2 separate regions of the Ovis aries genome follow, and region 2 is linked to region 1. The links are chromatin contacts, called in public Hi-C maps. All regions are on one chromosome and are shown on one strand. The core of a region is the stretch at or near the end of the contact, and the rest is flanking DNA. Distances in the headings are between cores, read along the strand shown. Region 1 overlaps LOC101123029 (C-type lectin domain family 7 member A-like). Region 2 overlaps LOC101101976 (natural killer cells antigen CD94).

What was found. A called contact is a pair of places that touch in the nucleus more often than the background predicts.
Region 2: a contact with region 1 is called in a Hi-C map of liver, with 5 times the contacts expected there. The contact joins two enhancer-like sites. A contact is called at or near these places in 6 of 16 Hi-C or Micro-C datasets (blood, liver, mixed tissues and 1 more).

Annotation. Positions count from the first base shown.
Region 1 is chr3:204,713,544-204,720,644 of ARS-UI_Ramb_v3.0, forward strand. All of the region lies in intron 2 of LOC101123029 (C-type lectin domain family 7 member A-like), which reads left to right. Among named protein-coding and RNA genes, the nearest start is that of MAGOHB, 52 kb to the left of the region's middle. Within about 2 kb of position 3,193, at least 2 of the 54 cell types and tissues checked have an H3K27ac peak or open chromatin away from gene starts, as enhancers often do. A contact at or near this core is called in liver, where this site is marked.
Region 2 is chr3:205,170,581-205,177,681 of ARS-UI_Ramb_v3.0, forward strand. It overlaps LOC101101976 (natural killer cells antigen CD94), which reads right to left. Exons shown (of 6, transcript XM_004007562.5): 6 at 2,332-6,566. The coding sequence ends at 6,446. Among named protein-coding and RNA genes, the nearest start is that of KLRK1, 55 kb to the left of the region's middle. Within about 2 kb of position 3,256, at least 3 of the 54 cell types and tissues checked have an H3K27ac peak or open chromatin away from gene starts, as enhancers often do. A contact at or near this core is called in liver, where this site is marked.

The DNA.
Region 1 (7,101 bases), core at 1,943-4,442:
GACCCAAATTCTTTGCCGCGTCGGTCTTTTCATAGGGCTATTTGCATCACTGGGGCTTCCCTCATAGCTTAGTTGGTAAAGAGTCTGCCTGCAATGCAGGAGACCTGGGTTTGACTCTTGGTTCAAAAAGATCCCTTGGAGAAGGAAATGGCAACCCACTCCATTCTTGCCTGGAGAATTCCATGGACAGAGGAGCCTGGCAGGCTACAGTCCATGGGATTGCAAGAGTCTGACACCACTGAGCGACTAAACCACCACCACCATTCACATCACAGCAGTTTGCTTCCTATGGGGGTGGGGGAGAGACTGGAGAAAGAAAGAGAGAGAGATGGAAATGCATTGGCTCTCTTGGGAAGAGGATTCCAAAATGGTATGGATATCAAGGGGTGGGGAATTGTGATTGGGGACCACTGTAGAGGTTGCCTGTGCTATGAGATATGCATTTGTGCATTTTATAAAATCAGGATGATTCAAATCACAAATATTAGTAAATTTTATTTTCCATTTGCAAAAGCCTTTGGCCACATTTGCAGGGATCAGTTTGCTTTTGTGAATCCCTGTTAAACTATGACCTTGAGGCCATGCCTTGTGACTCATATCTGTCTTCAGCAGGCGATAGACTAGTCACCGTGTGAAGTTCTCCAGAAATTCAGGTCGAACAAGATGCATTAATAAGTATCATTTGAAAGACTGTAAGCTTTATTTTATATGGTTGCTGAGGATAATTAGAAATCCAAATAGCAAGAGCACTTTTTGAAAACCTGTAAGACCGTTAATAGTCACCATAATTTTGCTGTTTCCAAAGGGGCTCCTCCACTTCTGCTTTTGTAATTTTGTATTATGGCCACCAGATGGCATCGTCGTACAAATCAAGTTCCGAAATTAAGCTGCTTCAATTTGAAAATGTCTTACTCATAAGAATAAAGAAATACATTCTCATAAGCTGCTACTTGGAATGTTAGTAGACTAGCATTGCAAATATATTTGGCAAAATATATCTGTAGTATTAAAAATGCTAACACTTTTTGAACTAATGATTCCACTTTAGAGATCTGTCTTCAAAAAATAATACATATGAACAAGATACTACACAGTTTGATTTTTTTAAATCTCAGTATTATTTGACTTGCCAAATACTAGGAAAATCTAGTATCCAACAATAGGAGAAAGGTTAAATATATATATTACCCTACAATTGAAAAATACAAAAATTTAAAAATTATATTTATGAATATTCAAAATGTAAGAAATGCTCCTGATATAATGTTAGTTGAAAAATCATAAAATAATGTGTAACTCCTCCTATGCACAAAATATACACATAAAATATGGAAAGGAAACATATTAGCATAATTTTATAACGAGATTTTAACTTTTTTTCTTCATATTTTCCTTGTTGTTCCAATTTTCAGTAATGAGTAGCTGGAAATAGCATCATATTTTTTAATAAGCAGAAATCAAGTGTAAGAACAAAGAAGGGAATAAAAATTTTTGTGCTAATCATAATTAAAAATTCTGTCCTCTACTATGTTAAACCATAAAAATATTCATTTATCTAATGATTATCTAGTGTTTTTTATATGTCAGACATCACACTGGGTGATGATTATACAAAAGAAAATAAGACACAGTTTTTACGGTCAACTTGGAGAGAGAGACATATAAACAGATACTATATAAAGTACTGTGACAGGTGCAATGAATAAGACTTTTAATGGTCTGGTACATTTTCTTTCTTTCATTCATTAATCTCAACTCTCCCAGGTTTTTTTCCCCTACATTTCACGGGGCTTGCAGGATCCTAGTTCCCAGACCAGAGATGGATTGAACCTGGACCCTCTCAGTGAAAGTGCAGAGTCCTAAACCCTGGACCAGGACATTCCCTCCGTTCTCCATTTTGGTCTCCAACATTTGATTTGTGACAGTGATTTACTGAACTATACACATATTTTTCATTAAGAATTTCCAAGAACAGCCATGACACACAAGGAAATAATATTTACATTATCTATCCAGTGGTTATGAGTACCATTCTGTTGGCAAAGATATTATCTACCTGTGAGAAATGGATTGTTGCTGCTGTGATTAAGGTGGAGGATGATATAGAACAGCTGCTATGAAAAACTTGCTTGTCTGAGGTTACCAGCATTTCGATTGTGAGGCTGAGATGAGTTTTAGTAACAAATTTTCAAAAGGTTTTCCCTCTTCTCTGGTTCAGCACAACAGAGTGTATGTGTGAAGAAGGAAAACACGTGGGCAGCTCTTTTTGGAGAGGCATTACCCTTTTGAAAAAAGCCCTGTATTTTGGGTTGCTTTTCTTCTCTTTAGAGGGATGTGACTGCATGAGTATGGACTAGCACTGGGATGAGAAATTCTGAGCCCCGCAGGCCGCTAAAGTATGCTGGACTGTGGGCCTGAGGGTGTGTTAGGGAGATTGGGGTGGTGGGAGGGGGTGGGGGTGAGGGTGGGAGGGGGATCTTTTTCCCCAAGAATAACAGGAGGTCTGATCCATGGCCTTTCACTTACTAAACATTTAAGATGCAGTACTGATGAGAGAGATATTGGACAATTGTTTTGAAGGCAGAATAGTGAATGGAAATGCTCTCAACAAAGCACAACTTTCCTTATGTCCAATGGAAAAAAATGCACAACGTGTTGTGAGTTGAGTTTTATTTGGGCCAAATGAGCACTGCAGCCCAGGAGACAGCATGTCAGATAGTTTTGAGAAACTGCTCCAAAGAAGTGGGGAGTAAGATCAGCATATATACATACACATATTAGTAAAGGGGGGGTTTGTGTAGTTAAGCACACATTTTTTGGCAGAGGTTTGCTACTAGTCACAAGAAGGTTGCTGCTAGTCAAGAGGAGCAATCTCTCCTTTAATGATTTTAGTGCTTCCCTAGATATCAGAAGATGTAAAAAATTGGGCTCATAAACTCTTCTAAAAATATCTAACTATATGAAGGCCTGTTCCGCCAGTTTTTCTTAGAGCACAGGGGGCTCATTCCTGATCTCCACCTTGGACTCCTTTCAGAGTCTGTTCAAGGTCAGGACCGCAGGGGCCAGTGACTTCATCCTTGTGAGAACCGGATGGTGAACTACAATTTTTAGCTGGCACTAATTTAGGCTGCAAACGGTGCTGGAGCTTGGTGGTTCTCTCCTCACCCCACATCGTTCTCTAGAAACGCCCCGCCTGCCTACTTTTAGACCCCTGAGCTAGCCACTTCCTCTCTCTTCACTCATTTCCCGATAGTGTGAGCTCATACTGGTCATCTGGAGGCAAAAATCTAGTCTGCCCAGTTTGTTCCTGTCTCTCATAATTAAATTTTGTGCATGATAGCTCTTGAATGCAAAAAGCAAAATGATTTTGTGGAAAGTCCAGTATTTTTGTTTTGGTTTTTGGAATTTCATGAAACATTTTCTGTTATTAACAGAAAAGTAGGATGAGAATGTGCACATAATAATTCTCATTAAGTTAATGTACACTTTATTCTTTATCTGTAAAGGTGAAAGTGAAGTGAAAGTGTAGGTCACTTAGTCATGACTGATTCTTTGTGACCCCATGGACTGTAGCCCACCAGGTTCCTCTGTCCATGGGATTTCTCAGACAGGAATACTGAAGTGGTTTGCCATTTTCTTCTCTAGGTGATCTTCCCAACTCAGGGATGGAACCTGGGTCCTCTGCATTGCAGGCAGATTCTTTTATCATCTGAGCCACAAGGGAGCTCTTTAAAAGTAAATATAAATATTCTACATAAAGTCACATATATGGATTTGTGTGTGCTTTTGTGAGTCACTTAATGCTCCTACATCTGAGTGTCTTCATCAATAAAATGATGAAAACAATCTATTATCAAGTTTGTTGAGAAACAGATGAAGTGGCTTAAGTGGGACAGCAACAATAACAAAAATAACCCCAAACTCTCCCAAACTATGCTTGACATATGGATTTTCTAAATGCTAGTTTGCTTCACTTAGTAAACAATAGACGATAGATGACAGCAAAAAGAACTGGCTCACACTTATTCATCTCTGAGCAAAGAAGAAAAACTACTCTAAAAACACAACAGGGGCTTCCCAGGTGGCTCAGTGTTAAAGAATTCACCTGCCAGTGCAGGAGATGCAGGAGACACAGGTTGGATCCCTGGGTTGGGAAGATCCCCTGGAGAAGGAAATGGCTACCCACTGCAGTATTCTTGCCTGGAGAATTCCATGGAGAGAGGCGCCTAGTGGTCTACAGTCCATAGGGTCACAAAGAGTTGGACAGGACTGAGCACGTACGCATGAAACAACAATTTCTGGGATCAAACACTCCATTTGCAATCATCAGACACTTTAATAAAATATCAGATTCTCATGTGTACGTTTCTTACTGTTACTGTACTGGAATCCATTCTTAAGAGGCCAAATTTAAAGTGAGCCAGGGATTTAAAGGTAGATCTCAAATCAGTAATATTTAAAAGTTTGTTTCATTGTTTCATTGTTTCTAGACCTTGCAGGAAAGTGAGGAAAGAGAGGAAGTACTTGTCAGGGTCACCCTGCCTTGCACAGTGAAATGTACATCACCCTGAGCCTTGCAGTGCCGTGAGCTCCTTGAGTTTGAGACTTCCTGTGTGGTTTTAGCTCAGATAGTGAGGTACCTCTAGCTACTTTTCTTCCTCTGCTGAGCTAGATATGTTGACAACCTCTCAGGAAGTCTCGGTCTATTTTTATATTTCATTTTCGTAGAGCATTTTGCTATGTCTTTTAGAATGTATTTTAATTGTCCTCATGATGGTGGAGGGTCAGATTGAGACAGACAAACAGCAGGTGATCTAAAACTCACTTATGTGTTATTTAATTATCATTTGAATTTTACTATTGTTTCAAATACACTTTGATAAAGCAATGTCCAACGATGACATTCCCTGAGCTTTAGCTAATTCATAACCAAAGAAAGTGGGCTAAGAAGGGTGAGGTGCGGTAGGAAATTAGGTGAGCATGAAAAATTGCAAATGTAAACTCACTAAGAGGAGAAGTCACCAGGGTGTATCACTGAACAGTGAGTTCAGGGCTTCATCTTTATTTAGGCTGAATTGAATCTCTCTAGCATCATGCTTGATCTTGGTGTATTGCTATCAAGTGAGCAACAATGCTCTATTAGTCTGGACCTGGAGTTTACCTTTTTCAGGTATCAAAACTTGAGATGAAGGCAAAAACATAGAGTTGCAATTCAGCCTGGTTGTTATTCTTTAAAAACATAATGGGAAGTGGCATAAATGATTCAACATATTCCCTCCCATTTTGTATCTAGGTTAAGAAAGATTTTTATCTTTAGGTACATCCTTACTTTTGAACTATGATTAACCTCTGGGTTATTCAACCTTTTGGTTTCTCATTTTTTTTGTTTCTCCTACATATGGGCTTAAAGGGAAGGACTGTTAATAGCTGTGACTCATTTGCTTCCAATGTTAGCATCAGTGGATTTCAAACTTTAGCTTGCATCAGAATGATCCGGAGAATTTGTGAAAATACAGAATATTGAGCTCCATCTCAAGAGTTTCTGATTCAGTGATTCTGGGGTGTGGCTACGAAATATGCATTTTTAACAGTTCTTAGGTGATACAATGCTTCTGGTCCCAGGGATGGTGCTTAAGGACCTCTGCTCTTGTTTATTTTTAATTATTTCACAGTGGAAGTATTTGATTTTGTTGTTGTGTAGTTGCTAAGTCCTATCCTACTCATTTACAACCCATTAATTATGTTAACCAATGCCCTCTGAGTGCATCAATCTGAGAATTCCTTTCTTGGAATTGCATTCTTAAACAAGAGAAATTGCTGTATATTTCTTCAGAAAAGGTTCCAACTAGCATTTCCATTTCAATGCTATGTCTTTTGATTGTTATTTCCCTGATATAGTCTGCTCTCAGAATGAAAGTTTCTATATCTTTTCTCTTATTAAGGTTCATTCTTTTATTCTGTTGTAGAATTTTCCTTCTTCTCCTGTTCACATGGGAATTATTGTTAGAACTACTGTTAGTTGCTCAGTTGTGTCTGACTCTTTGTGACCCATGGACTGCAACTGGCCAGGCTCCTTTGCCCATGCAATTCTCCAGACAAGAATATTGGAGTGAGTAGCCATTCCCTTCTCCAGGGGATCTTCCCAACCCAGGGATTGAACCCAGATTTTCTGCATTAGCAGGCAGATTCTTTCCTCTCTGAGCCACCAGGGAATTTGTAAACAAGAAGTTCAGTTCACTTCCATTTTGGTCAGGTGTCAGAATTATCCTTTCATGATTCCAACCCCTCGCAAGGTATCCAAGTTTCCCACCTTCTCTTGAGGAGAGCTTAAAAGTGTTCAGAACTGTAAGTTGCCCAAAGAAATTAGATAGGTGGTAGGAAATGGATGCTCTTGGACAATTGGGTCATTTCTTCCTTTCTGCCCCATTATGTCGAAAGGGTATCTTATTAGTTCCATTCTCATTTCATCTTGTGCTCTGCTTTCCTGCTTTTCTCTTCCACAGCGCTTAGGGAAAAATACCAACCTCAACAAGTACCTCCACTTTAGCCTCCTAGGGGACTTTGCAAAGTAGTGTCAGCTTTGTTCCAGGCTGGGCAAGAAAGAGTGCTTTTCAGGGTGAGTGAAAGGGAGGGAAAACTTGGAGGACTAGAAAACAACCCAAGTAATAGCCCTATAACTCTGTTTCCATATTTATATGTTCCCTCATATATATATATTAATTCATTCATATATTCTTTTTTTATGCAACAGACATGTATTGAGTTCTTAGTGCCTTTAATTAACACTGTTCACCAACATTTTGGAAATGGAGACCTGATTGAAATAAAAGAGCCATTTGTTTGGGGTTTGTTAGAACTGCAGTCTGGGAGACACAGATTCAAGAGGTACTTGATTTGTGTTCTGATGGACTACCAAATGCACAAAGCCTATAAAAGCAAAACTCCAAGGCCACAGTTAGTTACATAAGCTGTTTGTCAAGGATTATAATTTGAGCTGGCAAAGAGTAAGGGTGCTTGTTAAGCAAGGAATGGTTGCGGCCTGAAATGGCGGCGTGGTTACCAGGGGGGACCTTGAGACTTTAATGCTTCAGCTGGTGGATA
Region 2 (7,101 bases), core at 2,006-4,505, 460 kb after region 1:
GACTATTTCTGGCTGTTCTGTTCTATTCCTTTGGTCTGCCTATTTGTGTGCCATTACCAAGTACACTGTTTTACCTGGAGGATTTTGACGTATGTTTTAATAATTAGTAGGTACTTCCTCATAACTATACTTTTACAGTCATATTGACTGTATATACATTTTATGTGCTAAGTTTCCCGTATGAACTTCAGTGTCAACTTATCTTGACCCATCTGTCATTGGATTTTTATTGGTATCACTTCAAATTTATAAATTAACTTAATAAAAGGTCCTAACCGAAACCAGAAGATAGCTTTATATTTTTGAAGCCTATTTTTTTTGTGTTTCAGGAAGTTTTTACACTTTTTTAAAATTAGATTTCCACAAGTAAAATTCTAGCTTTAGAATACACAGACACACATACACACATTTACCTACACGCACATAAGTGTTTATATGTACCTTATGGAGTTAAGGAAATATCTATGCCTTTTTACTTTTTTCAAGAGTTCTATATATTCAATTTTTGTAAATGTTTCAGGTACCTTTGGGAGGAAGGTATATTTTATATTATCAGTGTATAGTGGTCAATATGTGTCCAGAATATCTACCACATTGACTATATCGTTTAGATACTCTGTAATATAGTTTTTTTTTTTTGTCCAAACTTCCTGTTTTATATTCAGAGTGACCTGTTAAGTCACTTTTTGTGAACACATTACTTTGTAGTTCTTCTTTCATTTCCTAGAATTTTTATATTATATAGTCATTGTTGTTTCCTAGATGAATTCAGAATTATTTAATCTTCATGGTAGCATTTGGCTTTTATCATTATAAAATGTCTTTCTTTGTCATTTAATTCTCATAGGTACATAGTATCAGGATTTCAACCATTGCTTTCTTTTTGCTTCCTTTTACCTTATAAATCTTAATTCATCTCTTTGTTTTTAGCTTTCTGTTGCTTTCCTGAGCATCATCAACTTCTGCTTTATTTGAATCTTTTTTGGTGTGCATTTCTTTTCATGACTATATGAAAATATCTAATTTAATTTGCGGGATATATATAGTCCTCTTTAGCCTTATGGTTGTTTCCTTTTTTAGGTGGATGACTTTTTGTAGGTAAAAATATTATATTCACATTCTTGAATTTTTAAAGTGGTTTATATAGATGAAATCTGTTTTTTCTACTCCTATTTATCTAATAGAACTTCCCAAGTGGCAATAGTTGTAAAGAACCTGCCTGCCAATGCAGGAGACTCAAGAGATGCAGGCTGGATCCCTGAATGGGGAAGATCCCTTGGAATAGGGAATCGGCTACCTGCCTCAGTATTCTTGCCTAGAAAATTTCATGGACTGAGGAGTCTGGCGGGCTACTGTTCTTGGGCTTGCAAAGAGTAGGGCAATGCTGAGAGCCTGAGCACAAGTGCATTTATTTAATGGTTAAGGTTCCTAGTTCGAGAGCTCCCTCTTCTGTCGGTTCTGCCCTACTCTTGACAGTTTCCTTCATGGATGGTATATTGCAACAGAAGTAGGGAGGGCAAAGGGATGTCTTTTTTTGTCTTTCATTTCCTCAGTATTCTTAAATTCTCCAAATTAAATCTTTGCTTTTGTACTCACAGCTCTAAGAGGTATTACCCTATGTGTATTACCTGTTTCTCAGATAATAGGAAAAAAATACTAAGGAAAAAAAATGCTTTCCTAAATTTCTCACTTCTTGTCTTCCATTTCAAACCTTTTTCCAGTTTTATAAACTACCAAATCTCAACCTTTGTTAAGTATTTTGGAACTTATTGTTGCAGGTTTATCTTTATAGGTTCATTGTGTTTATACTTCAGCTATGTTCTCTATTTTCACTTTTTCATAGACAATTTTAAGGACTAATTTTCCTAACCAGCACCATAAGCATTTGGTGGTAGACTGGAGCAAGAACTCTGTCAATATTGTTGTATTTCTACTTACAGATAATTTGTTGGTTGTGGTGCTCTGTCTCTGAAGATGATGAAAGAACATGGATCTTTTATCATTTTCTTTGTTTCCTTTATTGCTTTTACAAATTACGGGGAAGTTTGAGGGATATTTGGAATCAAACAACCATCTTTGCTATATAAAACTGAGGATTTGGTAGTATTTATTAAAGTACCCTTTCTTTCAGATCTTTACTTCAAATCTATTCCACACTCGTAACCTCTAAAAGCCTGTATGGAAGACTCATAACTTCTCAGTGAATGAGCATTCTAACATGATAACCTGAGGCAGCTATGTTCTCCATGTATGCATTTGCTTTCTTATAGACTCACTGTGTTATTTTTTAGTGTTTTAACAAACAAAAGGAGCTTATAATGGCTGGAAAAATGCAAGTCTAACCATTTATTGTGCTCAATAAAGTAAAAACATACAGAGGAAGATTGTCACATTGGGTTTTACAATGCAGGTTTTAAAATAGGTAGTACAAACTGATATTAATAAGATACAACTGACTTTTTTTAAATTTTACTTTATTTTACTTTACAATACTGTATTGGTTTTGCCATACAACTGATTTTATACAGCAAAATTTGTAAGTACATTTACAACTGGTAAGATGCAACCAGGAAAAGTATAAAGTGAAGTGCAGAGTAGCACTGATGTCCACATAGTCTCCTTTTACACTTTTTTTTAATTTAAATTTATTTACTTTAATTGGAGGCTAATTACTTTACAATATTGTGTTGGTTTTGCCAAACATCAGAGCCAAAAAGAAAAACACCAATACAGTATACTAACGCATATATATGGAATTTAGAAAGACAGTAACGATAACCCTTTTAAACGTTTTGACAGGGGTTGGTGAACATTTGTCTGACCATTTGTCTTTGAAAATAAAGTGCATTTGTAATGCAGACAAACTATTAATTTATGTATTATAAATGTCTTCTTTTGCACTACAAATCACAGAGTTGAGAAGTTTCAACAGAGACTAACTTACAAAGTTGAAAATATTTACATCCATTTCTTTAGGGAAAGTTTTCCAACCCCTACACTAGGATAAAAGATGTTTCAAAAGTTCCAAAATTATGGAAATGAAAAAGTTGGTTTAAATGTTCCAAAGATTTCCAGGTTTAGTTAATTGAAGTAAATTGAAGGCTCCAATGAGAATACTCATGTAAAGCTTTTAATAAAGGCAGTGAATATAAAACAACAGGAGAAAGATAATTCAAAGAAACATCCAGAAACAAGCTACCCAATGTTCTTATTTGTCTGAAGGTATGATTCATCATCTCTCTGGATGAAACTGCTACTATTTGTGCTGATGGATGTGTGTGGAAACTTGGTTACAGGACAGCACAGGCAGTTTTCTGCTGAGACTGTCCACATGGTGAAGATTAAATATCTAACTCATTAATTCAAGCTTACGTTATCAATTAACAAATTGGTCATACATTCCACTCAGGAATTCTGAGCTTTAAAATTTCATCATTAGTCATGAGTTAATTAGTTACTTGGTTGGATAACTAACTGCTCTTATCATGGCCAACAGCCAAAAAACAATTCTCAAGTCTCTCTGGAGGTAAACAAAGAGTCCAGCTGTAAAATAACTCTATTTTCATTAAGCAGATTTAGATGTCACTTCCACGGCAGCTCAGTGGTAAAGAATTGATCTGCCGATATCTTCTGCTTCTGTTAGGTCCATTCTATTTCTGTCCTTTATTGAGCCCATCTAAACACAAAATGTTCCCTTAGTATCTCTAATTTTCTTGAAGCAATCTCTAATCTTTCCCATTCTATTGTTTTGCTCTATTTCTTTGCACTGATCACTGAAGAAGGTTTTCTTATCTCTCCATTCTTTGAAACTCTGCATTCTTTGAAAACTCTACATTCAAATGGGTATATCTTTCATTTTCTCCTTTGCCTTTAGCTTTTCTTTTTTCCACAGCTCTTTGTAAGGCCTCCTCAGACAGCCATTTTGCTTTTTTGCATTTCTTTTTCTTGTGGATGGTCTTGATCACTGCCTCCTGTACAATATCACAAACTTCCATCCATAGTTCTTCAGGTACTCTGTCTATCAGATCTAATCCCTTAAATCTATTTCTAATTTCTACTGTATAATTGTAAGGGATTTGATTTAGGTCCTGCCTGAATGGTCTAGTGGTTTTCCCTACTTTTTTCAATTTAAGTCTGAATTTTGCAATAAGGAGTTCATTATCTGAATCTCAGTTAGCTCCCAGTCTGAAATGATATGGGAGCTGAAAGGATATGGGATATAGGAGCTGATGATATGGATATGATATGGAAGCTGAAGAAAACTTCTGAGCTATCTTTAGAAGGCAACAGGAATTTTCCTTCCTCAGTGAAGACAACTTTGAAATAGATTATTCTCTGAAATTAGATATAATCTGTAACAATTAACACCTTCTGTTTCCTCATTGCTCTTGTGATATTGTAATAAATATTCATGAGTTCTCAGTAAAAAAAAAAAAAGATTGAACTATGTAAAATTCATAGAGTGATAATGTTAGAATAGCAAATTCAACCTATGCTTGAATGTGGCTACAAGAACACAGTTGATATTCATCCTTGACAAAAATTATGAAAATAGAATTTTCATAATTTTACTTATTTCCTGCATAGAAAATAAACATAGATCTATGCATAGCCTGTGTAGAAATATATTTCCTACATTTTTTTCTCCTTAGGAAAAACAAACAAACAAAATACTCAGAGTAAATTTTTTTGTGTGGGAAGAGGACAGATTGATTGGACAGTTAGAACAGAAAACTGTTTTCTTAATAAGCTTGTCTATACTGCTCTTTATAAATGCAATTTTAAAATTATATTGTTACAAAGATGACACAGACAACAAAGGCAAAACATTTTAAATATGTAGAAGGTGCAATGCATGTCCAAGTTAAATATGTGAAAGATGTTACAGCTATCCTGTGTTTTTCATAGTATAACCTAAGTGCATTTTTCCTGTCAATCTTCATACAAGAACAAAGATTTCAAGTTATATTACTATTATATCTGTATTTTTGAGAAATAAAACATGAGAGGTTCTTATCTCTTCTTGACTCTTTATATTTTGAAAATCAACCTTGAGCTCTTAATTATAATTAATTAATTGAAATACAAAAGAAGAGAACGAATAGAGACGTCAGTACAAATTTCTTTAGATATATATTCAACAGTTATTTTTTAAAAGAGGGAATGGGTTTTGATATTTCTGAGGTTGGAAAAAATCTATTCAGGTCACAAGCATCACAATTCATCATGGGCCCTTCCTTTCACTGACCCACTCAGAAACCCCTCAATAAAAAAAGCCTGCTCCCTATCCTCCTAAATACTAAATGTCCAGTATTTTATCACATGCCATTTAGGAAAAGATTTTGGGGATTGATTAAAAATTGAAATCCTAAATGCACATGTAAGAGTGGCTTTTTTTTTTTTTTACTGTCAGAGAAGCATAAGGCAAGAAAGATACTTGAAAAAACTAAAAAATAAGACTGTATATTCATGTGATCAGAGCTTGGGTTCCCCTTCCCCTTGGAAAATGTGAAGACAATCTTGTAAGATCACATACTTGGATATAACTTTCCAATTGTTCTGCAGAACTTGGTAGCATCAAGATAAGACACACAAATGTATTACTTAACCCTTGTGATACATATGAAGAAATTATTATAAGGCACTTTCAGGTCTAAATTAAAACATATAGATGAATAGATATCCACCAAAAACTTAAAACAAGCACTAAAATTATTTTTTACTTTCAGAGGAAAAAAGATGAGGGTGGGACTTTTCAACTTAGCACACCATACAAAGAACTAATATGATGTTAATATATATTGTTTGGCCTGAATTAAGTTTTATTTAAATTTCATCAGATAGAATTTCCAAAAATAGATACATAAATTGTTAAATCCATACCATATACATTGAACATTCATCAAATTATTTATCTTGACTCTATAACTTCAGGTGTAGGTACGCAAATTTCATCAAATTTAAAACACTTGGCAAAATTTTAAATTGTAACTATATATGTTGATGAATTAGACATACTGTCTCAGTTATTCTTATGTTGTATACCTAAAACTAACATAATGTTATATACCAATTGCATAAGTAAGTAAAGTCACTCAGTCATGTCCGACTCTTTGTGAACCCATGGACTGCAGCTCACCAGGCTCCTCAGTCCATGGGATTCTCCAGGCAAGAATACTAGAGTGGGTTGCCGTTTCCTTCTCCAGGGGATCTTCCTGACCCAGGGATGGAATCCGGGGTCTCCCGCATTGGAGGCAGACGCTTTAACCTCTGAGCCACCAATGATACAAAATTTACATATATATTCTCAAATACATGAAAATTATATGATTGATAAAACATAATTTGGAACATTTTAAAGATCCCAGAGGTAGGTAATACAATTTGTAACCATTCTAAGTAATATTGAATCTCCATTGCACAACACTTCTGCCCCAAGAAACATCTAAATAAGCTGTTGTTTACAGATATAACGATACTTCTTTTCACAGTGTTCATCCAAAATGCTTCCTATTGGGATATACATCATGCAGGTCTTTGGATTTACAGATTTAGGGAAAGGAAATCTGCAATGAAGAAGAAAATTTTAATAGACAAGAACAAGAAATGAAAACGTTCAAGGATGCTGTTCTTGCTAAATGACAGAATTAGGGAACGTTTAAAAGCATTTGCATGAGATGTTACATCTTGAGTCATTATCTTCTCCATTCAAGTCATTTTTCACAATTTCAGAGTACAATGTTACCAAAACACAGTATGCTCAATAATCAATAGCATTGAGGTTTGGGATTTTTTTGTTTTGTTGTTGTTTTTAATGATTTTGATATGTGTTATTCTTTGTTTCTGCGTTATTTAAAGATGTATTAACTAAGTCTAGTCCAGGAAAAAATCAGATTATAAAATTTCTCAATGCATGATGCTGTTAAATCTCATATTTAAGAATTAAAATGAGATTTGAAGCTTATAAATATACAGGAAATAAACCCAGACTATTTGAAACATGGGCCAATGCTGAGAATATTAGTCTCTACCAGAATAAGAAAAATAATGGACATACTGTTTTCTCTGGACTGCTTTCATACATGTGACAATCTATACATA